3 separate regions of the Mus musculus genome follow, and regions 1 and 2 are each linked to region 3. The links are chromatin contacts, called in public Hi-C and promoter capture Hi-C maps. All regions are on one chromosome and are shown on one strand. Each heading gives the region's core, a stretch centred on a gene start, on an enhancer-like site or on the middle of the called end of the contact. The rest is flanking DNA. Distances are from core to core; before and after follow the strand shown. Region 1 holds the start of Cbll1 (Casitas B-lineage lymphoma-like 1). Region 2 has its middle 15 kb from the start of Gm40361. Region 3 overlaps Lamb1 (laminin B1).

What was found. Promoter capture Hi-C pulls out the DNA fragments that hold promoters and counts their contacts. Hi-C and Micro-C count contacts between places; a contact is called where the count stands out from the background.
Region 1: a contact with region 3 is called in a Hi-C map of cranial neural crest, with 2.3 times the contacts expected there. The contact joins the promoter of Cbll1 here to the enhancer-like site in region 3. A contact is called at or near these places in 9 of 484 Hi-C or Micro-C datasets (CD8 T cells, Th1 cells, cortical neurons and 5 more).
Region 2: a contact with region 3 is called in a promoter capture Hi-C map of cranial neural crest. The contact joins two enhancer-like sites. A contact is called at or near these places in 13 of 39 promoter capture datasets (the 3T3-L1 cell line, 3T3-L1-derived adipocytes, the C10 cell line and 8 more), 38 of 484 Hi-C or Micro-C datasets (the 3T3-L1 cell line, 3T3-L1-derived adipocytes, the C2C12 cell line and 20 more), 2 of 115 datasets of contacts at active chromatin or transcription factors (kidney and trophoblast stem cells) and 1 of 9 other capture datasets (embryonic stem cells).

The regions. Positions count from the first base shown.
Region 1 is chr12:31,498,255-31,500,954 of GRCm38.p6, reverse strand. Cbll1 (Casitas B-lineage lymphoma-like 1) reads left to right here and starts at 1,339. Exons shown (of 6, transcript NM_001253847.1): 1 at 1,339-1,432. The coding sequence starts at 1,420. Gm40362 (a long non-coding RNA gene) reads right to left here and starts at 1,335. Exons shown (of 2, transcript XR_872643.3): 1 at 1,109-1,335.
Region 2 is chr12:31,135,693-31,138,392 of GRCm38.p6, reverse strand. No RefSeq gene overlaps it. Among named protein-coding and RNA genes, the nearest start is that of Gm40361, 15 kb to the right of the region's middle. Within about 2 kb of position 1,287, at least 18 of the 459 cell types and tissues checked have an H3K27ac peak or open chromatin away from gene starts, as enhancers often do.
Region 3 is chr12:31,319,705-31,322,404 of GRCm38.p6, reverse strand. It overlaps Lamb1 (laminin B1), which reads right to left. Exons shown (of 33, transcript NM_008482.3): 25 at 2,302-2,486; 26 at 1,266-1,507. Among named protein-coding and RNA genes, the nearest start is that of Dld, 30 kb to the left of the region's middle. Within about 2 kb of position 1,389, at least 21 of the 459 cell types and tissues checked have an H3K27ac peak or open chromatin away from gene starts, as enhancers often do.

The DNA.
Region 1 (2,700 bases), core at 90-2,589, 180 kb before region 3:
TCCTTATTTGAGTGTACCTACAACCTTGTTTGTAAAGCCGCAATGAGTGGGAGTCTTGGAAAAGACCACAATTAAGACAATCACTAAATAACATGGTATACTTACACTAGGATCACTGCAGTGTTAGTCACCGTTGTTACTGTGCAACGCACACAACACATTGCTACACATACTTGATTCAGAATTGAGTACTGTGAAAATATTTTTAAGAAAGGCCAACATAATAATGTTTTATTGATCTAGGAACTCTGGCACTGAAAGCGTGAACAACCCAAGGTAACGATGTCGTCACCAAGGGACAAGCATAGAGCCCAAATCCCTTGACTCCTAGGCTGATGTTTTCCACTAATTGTGTTCCTTTCTACTCATACGAGAGCTTCAAGTGTGAAGGGCTGGGGAAGGCAGAAGACCTATTATGAGCCAAATCGAGGTGGGGGGTGCTCTGAAGGTCTTCAGCAGTCGCCGTTGACACTCTTCTTTGTTTTGGCTGAGCAAGATGAAAGCGGCAACCACAGACCCCAGGGACCAAGAACTGGAACTAGGTACCGCCTGTTGTGGTAACTCTCTTTTCTTCAGTCGGGGCCTGCCCTTTCTCATCTCTTCCTTCTAGTCAAGCTCTAACGCTCTCCCTCCGACTCCATCGGTCCCTATCTTCCCTCCTTCACCCCCTTTGCACACAACTGCTTTGTATTTTCGTTGAACGGGGACCTCCTGGTGCTCCCTCCAGCTTTAGCAGGGATTCCAGGAGCCTGGTGGTGTTCTCTAGAGCCATGGGCTAGTTAGCATTGTAACACGCGATTCAGTTGAGAAACTACGGTGGGAGCCAGGGCAAACGCGCGTGTCGAGTGGGCGTTGGGGTTCCTCAGGACAAAGCACAATTAGACAATGAGGACCTTGCCTCCCTCCCGGACGCCTAACACAGCTTCCCTCGGGCACCCACGGAGCGTGCGTGTTTACACTTCTCTACACCCGGCGGCGGATCCGGGGGGCATTCCAAACCGTTACTCCGCCCGCTGGGGTGGGACCAGCCCAACGGCTGAGACTGCGCTCTGGGCGGACTACAAATCCCAGAAGGCCTCGCGCCGCAGGGGGGCGGGCGGCGGCTTACCTGCCTGCCGCGCTTCCCTTTGGTTCCTATTGCTTTCTCACTGCGAGAAGTATCATTCCTACAGCTGAGGGCTGCCTCTGGGGAGAACTAGCAGCCTCGACACCAAAACCCTCGTGTTCCCCCTCTTCCCGCCTCAGTCCTGGCTATGTCTGACTCCTTCGCCGGAGTCGGGTGCTACGGCTAGGGAGGGAAGCCCGTGAGAGCAGTTCGGGCGCACTTCCGCCTCTGCGCTCCGGAAGGTAGGGCGCAGGCGCTTACTGCGACTCCGGAGCGACTGACTTCCGTTCCCACTGTGCCCCGCGAGCCGAATCATGGATCACACTGGTAAGGAGGCGGAGGCAGCGGGGGTCCTAGTTTCTTGCCCCCGTGGCTCGTGTGGGACTGGTCGCCCAGCAGGCACAAGGGGCTATGCTCGCCCCACTGCGCCGGGACGTGGCGGAGAGGAAGCAAGCTCAGACCCGGTCCCGGGCTGAGTCTGCTGCTTCCCGGCCTACCCTCCGGAGCGGTGCCTCCATCCTGGAGACCGGCAGCACGGCTCCTTTGGTGCCGCTGAGCTCGTTTCGGGACCCTCCTCCGCGCAGACTTGTTGGAAAGGGAGGGTCCCAGTTTTGTTTTTGTTTTTGTTCTCATTCCGGTTGCTTTGCACTTTTGCTGGGGAAATAGGCGGGCGTTTTCCACTCTCGGAATTGGAGAAGCGTCCGGACTCTGGGCGAGAGTGGGTTGGAGACTTCCTGCTGCCTCTCGGCTTCGGGCGGCTGCTGCAGTGGTCACCGCCTGTGGTTATTGTCTTGTTGGCTTTTCGCGGACTAGTGGTTAGAGAAGAGAGTCGGATATAGTTTTCGAAGTTATAAGCGGAGCATCTTTTCTACCGGAACTCAAAGCATGCCCGGTCCTTCGGCCGTGGTCCTTTCGCATCTTTTGGGGACATCGCATATTACGAGTAGCTTCAAACCTCATTTCTGCTGGCTTCGTTTTCTTGGTTTTAGTTTTAGCACTTGGCTTTGAGTGCTTCAGACAGTTTTATCGCCAAGCAGGAGGAAAGGCTTTTTCTTTAGGAATTGACTGAGTGCGCCCAGTCTTCAAACACTAAGTTATATAATTGCATGCAGATACTTGTAGGCTTGGAGATAGAATGGTGGAATGGTAAACAATAAGACTACGTTCTTGTCTTCGAGTTTTCATTCTGTCAAAGGAGACAAGCAGATTGGTTTCTTCTTTAACAGCTGTTTACAATTTGTGGTGAGAACTTTTAGAAACAGGTGCTTGCCGGGCAGTGGTGGCGCACGCCTTTGATCTCAGCACTTGGGAGGCAGAGGCAGGCGAATTTCTAAGTTTGAGGCAAGCCTGGTCTACAGAGTGAGTTCCAGGACAGCCAGGACTACACAGAGAAACCCTGTCTCGAAAAACCAAAAAAAAAAAAAAAAGAAAAGAAAAGAAAAGAGAGAGAAATGAATGCCCATGGAGTAGGAAGTTTCAGAGTGCCAGGGAAAGGTGTTTTTGGAATGGTAGGAAGGTATAGAGAGGACCAAATGTCGGTAGACTAGTTAGCTTTAAGTTGAGAAGGAGAACACAAATTACCTTTTTCAGGACTT
Region 2 (2,700 bases), core at 38-2,537, 180 kb after region 3:
TAGTCCCGTGGGCATGGGGACCTGCATTTGGGATTCAGTACCCATCTAAAATACTAAGTATGGTTACACATGTCTGTAATACCAGGACTGGGGAGGGAGGGAAGAGACTGGAGGATCCAGGGGCTTAATGGACAGCCAGTTTGCACACGGGTGTTGTAAATATTATTTGGGGGGTTTCTACCCCACCTTAGGTCATTCAGTTCCCAAATGAAAGACACAAAGCCTTTATATTTATAATAAACCTTAAAGCACTAGAGCTGGGCAGATAGCAGCCCTCTATGCTGTCTTTTTCTATTTCCCTATCAATAGCCCTGAGATATCACTTGCCATGTTCTGCCTGGGCTGCTCCTGCTCCAACAGGCTGGACCTCATGGCCACACACTCATGAGCCACCTACCCCATGGTGGCTTCTTTCTTCTTGACTTCTTTTCCTCATGGTTCCTGTCAGAGATTCCCCCAAGCTGGGGAACTTCATTCTGCCCCGGTCTTCTGCCCAGCCTAGGCTGTAGGCACCTTTATTAACCAATCAGGGATAACTTGTGGGCACAGTTTACACAACCAAAGCCGGTATATGTGAGGATCTCCTGGTCTTGGAGCAACCAGATATTGGGGCTCAGAATTTAGCATTTGAAGATATAGCAGCACCAGACCAGCCCATTACACACAGATACACAAAAACAAAAACAGAACAACAAATCTCTGATTAAGTCCAAATAAGGCAGTGGATTACATCAGCCACAATTTCCTGTCTATGACATGGTACTAAAGTTACAAAAGATACTGCCGTTGGGGAAAACTGGCGAAGGCTGCACAGGATTTCCCTGCACTATTTCCCACTGTTGTGTATGAACTTAAAATGATATTGAAATAACAAGTAGAAAATCCCTGCACACCCCAGCATATCTCCTGGGGGAAAAAGTCCTTCCATCAGCCTCGGAATGGAAACACAAGTAATTCCGAGTCTGTAAGATAATACACTCACCTCGTTCTCTTCGACGCTTTCCCCTAGAGACATGAACATTTATGTTGCTTTATTTCAGAAGACAAGAGCCAGAGGGACTCTTATGGGCCTATAATGAAAAACAATTACTGTGATGACAAATGCCTCTCTTCAAATTTCTCCACTATAAAATAAAGAGTATTTCCATGGCTCATCTCACCCAAAATATTTGCTTTATCCTGACCTTTCAAACCACAGGCTATTAAAAACCTTGCTCTTTCTCTCAAGGACTCACTGTCCATATGAGCTGTTCTCAGGATCTAATCGTTTTTGTGATTGCTACCAGGCCCAGAACACATGCAGACAGATCACGAGTTCCACAGCTAACAATATGATATAATGTCCCTGCCTACAACTGAATGGCAGCTGGAAAAAGGATTTGTCTATCCGAGTTCACAGATGATTATAAATAAAACCCACTAATTTCTTCCTTTGAAATGCTGTGTGAAGAAATTTAAAGCTGTAAGACTTTTTTTTTGTGGTACCACAAATGGGTTGTGAATTTTCTTTTTTATTCACCTAAAAGCTCACGTTTTTATGTTCTTTGATTTCTGAACGTGGCACCTAGGATCAATAGCTCTCTGAATTTGGACTCAGGAGACAAACACTTTTAAAATAAGGTCAGCAGTGGCATTCTTTTGATGACGTGTGGACTCGTTAAAATTTCCCTTCTAGGGATTTATTCTTTTGGACAAGCTCTATCCTGAATCCTTTTGCTGGCGCTGTGAGGATTTAACGTGTGGCCACATTTGTTGTGATCGGATGTTTGTTTTTCACAAAAAGATCCCAGGATTTAGCCATTCAGTCATTACTCTTGTGATATTATACGTGCAAACGTGAACTTCCTGCCACCAGTGCTTCCTAGGAAGCGACTAGTTACATAAGTAGCTAAAGCTTTCAGGTTGGACTGACTGTGGACTCGGGGAGACCTCTTTTGGGCTCAGGTTGTCAGTTTCCAGGTTATCACATCAGCAATAGGCCGGAACTCAGTCAGGGAGTAAAGATGTTTACATTATTTAATAATGCATTTCTCAAAAAATGACAGAAGAGATAAAGACACAATGCTATTAAAAATGAATTCAGAAAACGGAGTAGTGAAGTGCAGTGAAGACAATGTGTATTAAATTATTGAAAGTTAAGGACCACTTTTGTAGCAATGGCTCCCATCTAGCCTTTCTTTCTTTTTTTTTCTCTTTGAGATTTTATTTATTTACTTTATGCATATGAGTGCACTGTAGCTGTACAGATGGTTGTGAGCCTTCATGTGGTTGTTGGTGAATTTCGGACCTCTGCTCGCTCTGGTCGGCCCAGCTCGCTCTGGCCCAAAGATTTATTTATTATTATAGATAAGTACACTGTTGCTGTCTTCAGGCGCACCAGAAGAGGGCATCAGACCTCATTACGTACAGTTGTGAGCCACCATGTGGTTGCTAGGATTTGAACTCAGAACCTTGGGAAAAGCAGTCAGTGCTCTTACCTGCTGAGCCATCTCACCAGCCCCCATCTAGCTTTTCTAGGCAGTAGTTTTACGTTGTTGCAATTTTCCTGACAACATGGGATGTTTTCAGGTACTCTAGAAATCCTTTCAGAAATAGAGAAGGCAACAGCACACAGTGGGAGCCCACATTTCGCTATCATGGGTGACAAAAGAAAGCGAAGTTTACACTTTTCATCTAATTTTCCAAACACGAGGGTGGCAG
Region 3 (2,700 bases), core at 140-2,639:
AAGTCAATTCACAAGAAGATGGCAGCTGAGAACCTACAGAAATAATCACAGGATAACTGAAACAAAAACAGTGAGAAAAAAAAAACCATTAAGCCACGTCTTACAAAAAAAGCCTGCACAGAGAGGGTGCCGCCACTCCACACCCATTTCCACCCACTCTTTAAGATCCACTCTGTTGAAAGCAGAAGATAATACCAACCCCTAAACTTTGCAGGTGTCCAAAAAAACTGACCACAGTTCAGGATGGGTGACACGCTTGTCTGTTTCTGACTGCAGACGTGGGCAAGAGGGGCGATGGCAGGTACAGAATGGTTAAGGGTTTTCCTGTCTCCAGTACACATGGCTGCTACAGGAGTGGGGACTGCTGCTCTCCGGTGCTGCTGGGGTCTACAGTGGAGGCAGTCACCCTCTTATGTCTTGAGAGAGACCTGAAAATACTTGGTGCTACTATCCAAGGTACCTAGGGCCCAGGGCCATAAAATGAGTGTCTTTGCCAGTTTTCTTCCCACCTGACTCTTAAAGATTCCTCTGTCTAGGCTGAGAAAAACTAGAAGATAATGTTGGTGTATATATAAAAATATATCTCAGTTGTCTCAGGTTTCCTCCCATGAAAAAGAAGAGGAAAACCACAGGGAAACCTGGCTTGGTTTCCTTTTGGCCTTCTGCCTGGTTTTCATTAAACTCACTACTCAATTTCACCTGGCTCCAGAGTTACTTTTTAAAAGCTTCTAAGAAATTAATCTGCTCTTTGAGGCCAGCTCAGACCTTAAGCTTTACCAGGTAATATTACTGGAACAAAGGAACATTTTAGCAAACACCGATGGAAAAAGGTTCTGTCCCTGAACAATTTTAAATTCTTCCACTTGGATGTTGCAGTTCAAAGCAAAACAAGCAAGGTTTTTTCTTGTTTTTTTTTTTTGTTGTTGTTTTGTTTGTTTTTGTTTTGTTTTGAAGGCCACACTATAAAAAGGATCTAGTTTCAGAAGTCAAGTCCCTCAGCAGATACAGGAGGTGGGGGAGGGGCTGCCCAGAGGAACAGTTGAGGCAGGAGCAGGCAGGGAGACACACACATGCTCTGTTCCCCATGCCTTGATCACGGCTAACTGACAGTGGAGCCCAGCACCTTGAGCTCAGGAGTCACCCCTACAGGATTACGAACAGCAATACTGGAGCAAGGCAGAAGGTGTCTGTTTTCTTTGTCTCTTTATAAAAACAAAAAACAAACAAAAAACCCAGAGCTAATGAGAGCAAACGCCAAGCCTCACCATCTGTGCAACAGCCGACAGGTCGAGACTTTGCAGTTTGCCGGCCAGTTCGTCCAGGAGGCGTGCCTGTTCCTCCTGCTGCTCCTTGAACGGAGACTCTCGCTCCAACATCAGATCTTCTACTCTGTCTCGCGTGAGGGCAGACTGCTCCACAGTGCTGTTGGGGTCTGTGGTGGAGGCATTCACCCGCTTCTCTGCCTCAAGAGACATCTGGAAATACTTGGTGATGCTATCCAAGGCGCCTGGGACAGGAAGCGAAATTGCCCACAGTTAACCTCCTTGTCCCTGGGTCCTCCCCAAACAGTGCCCATTTTTGGTATCTGATAGCCCTGATTTATACTGGCTTTAGGATTCAAGGGGAAAAGAAATCTGGAGGGAAGCAGAGTTTCCATGTTACGAACAGTAAATCTCTTCTGTCCCATCAGCCCCTGGTCAAGCACTGGTGTGAAAGAAGTCAAGCCATCATGCACACACCATTTCTGTATTTAGGCAAATATCTAAATCCTGGTGTCAGGGAGCCTGGAGGTGTCCAGGTGACTGTTTCTCTTTATCTACTTGGGTCCATTCAAACAATTATTACACACATAAAGAACACAGTACATTTTGGCTATAGGGACCTAGTAAAACAAAATGACTACTGTGGAATTGTGTCATTAACATATGTCACCTTTGCTTTTGGGGGAGGGTATGATATAGCCTGCATTATTGATTATTAAAATATTTTTGAGTTACTAAGTAAGCAGTAATCTCAGATGCAAAAGGACTTGCAGAATTAACAATATTTTAGTAGCCACAGAGGCTAAGGACAGGCCAGGGAGTTAAACTGAGAAACGGACCACATTTTAATGCAGTAGGGCCTCTACTATGTCTTGTCCCCAGGTCCCGTACTGGAAAACCAAGAACTTTAAGCCCCACTTGTGCCAAAGACTCAATTAATAAAGATTTAAAACTGTTAGAACACTTTTTTGTTTGTTTTTAGAAAGTATTAAGTGGGTAGATACAGGGTCATTTATTATCCAGGTTTGAGATTTCTCACCCTGAATATCGGAGTTTTTGATAAACTCCAGCTGTTCTGCCAGCTCCTTCACGGTCTTGTCAAGGCTCTCTGCTTCTGCCTGCAGTGCGCCGAGCTCTCCAGCTGTGCTGTTACTCTGTGAAGCTGTATCAGTTAATTTCACTTCTACCTGCGCCATCTTTTCTGTGACATCTTTGGTTAGTTTCCTGTGGAAAGAAAAGCAAGCTTACCTAAAACTGGCCCACACTGTCAGTCTTACTTGTGGGTTCTCCACTAGCACAATCTCTCACTCTCTACCTTCAGACTATACTTCAGTTATACTCCTGTGTTTCAGCTTTCTTCCTAAAGAGACAACGGAAGCGAACACCTTTTCTTCAAATACTCTGAAGAAAAATACCAGTGAACCCTCAGCTCTTTGTG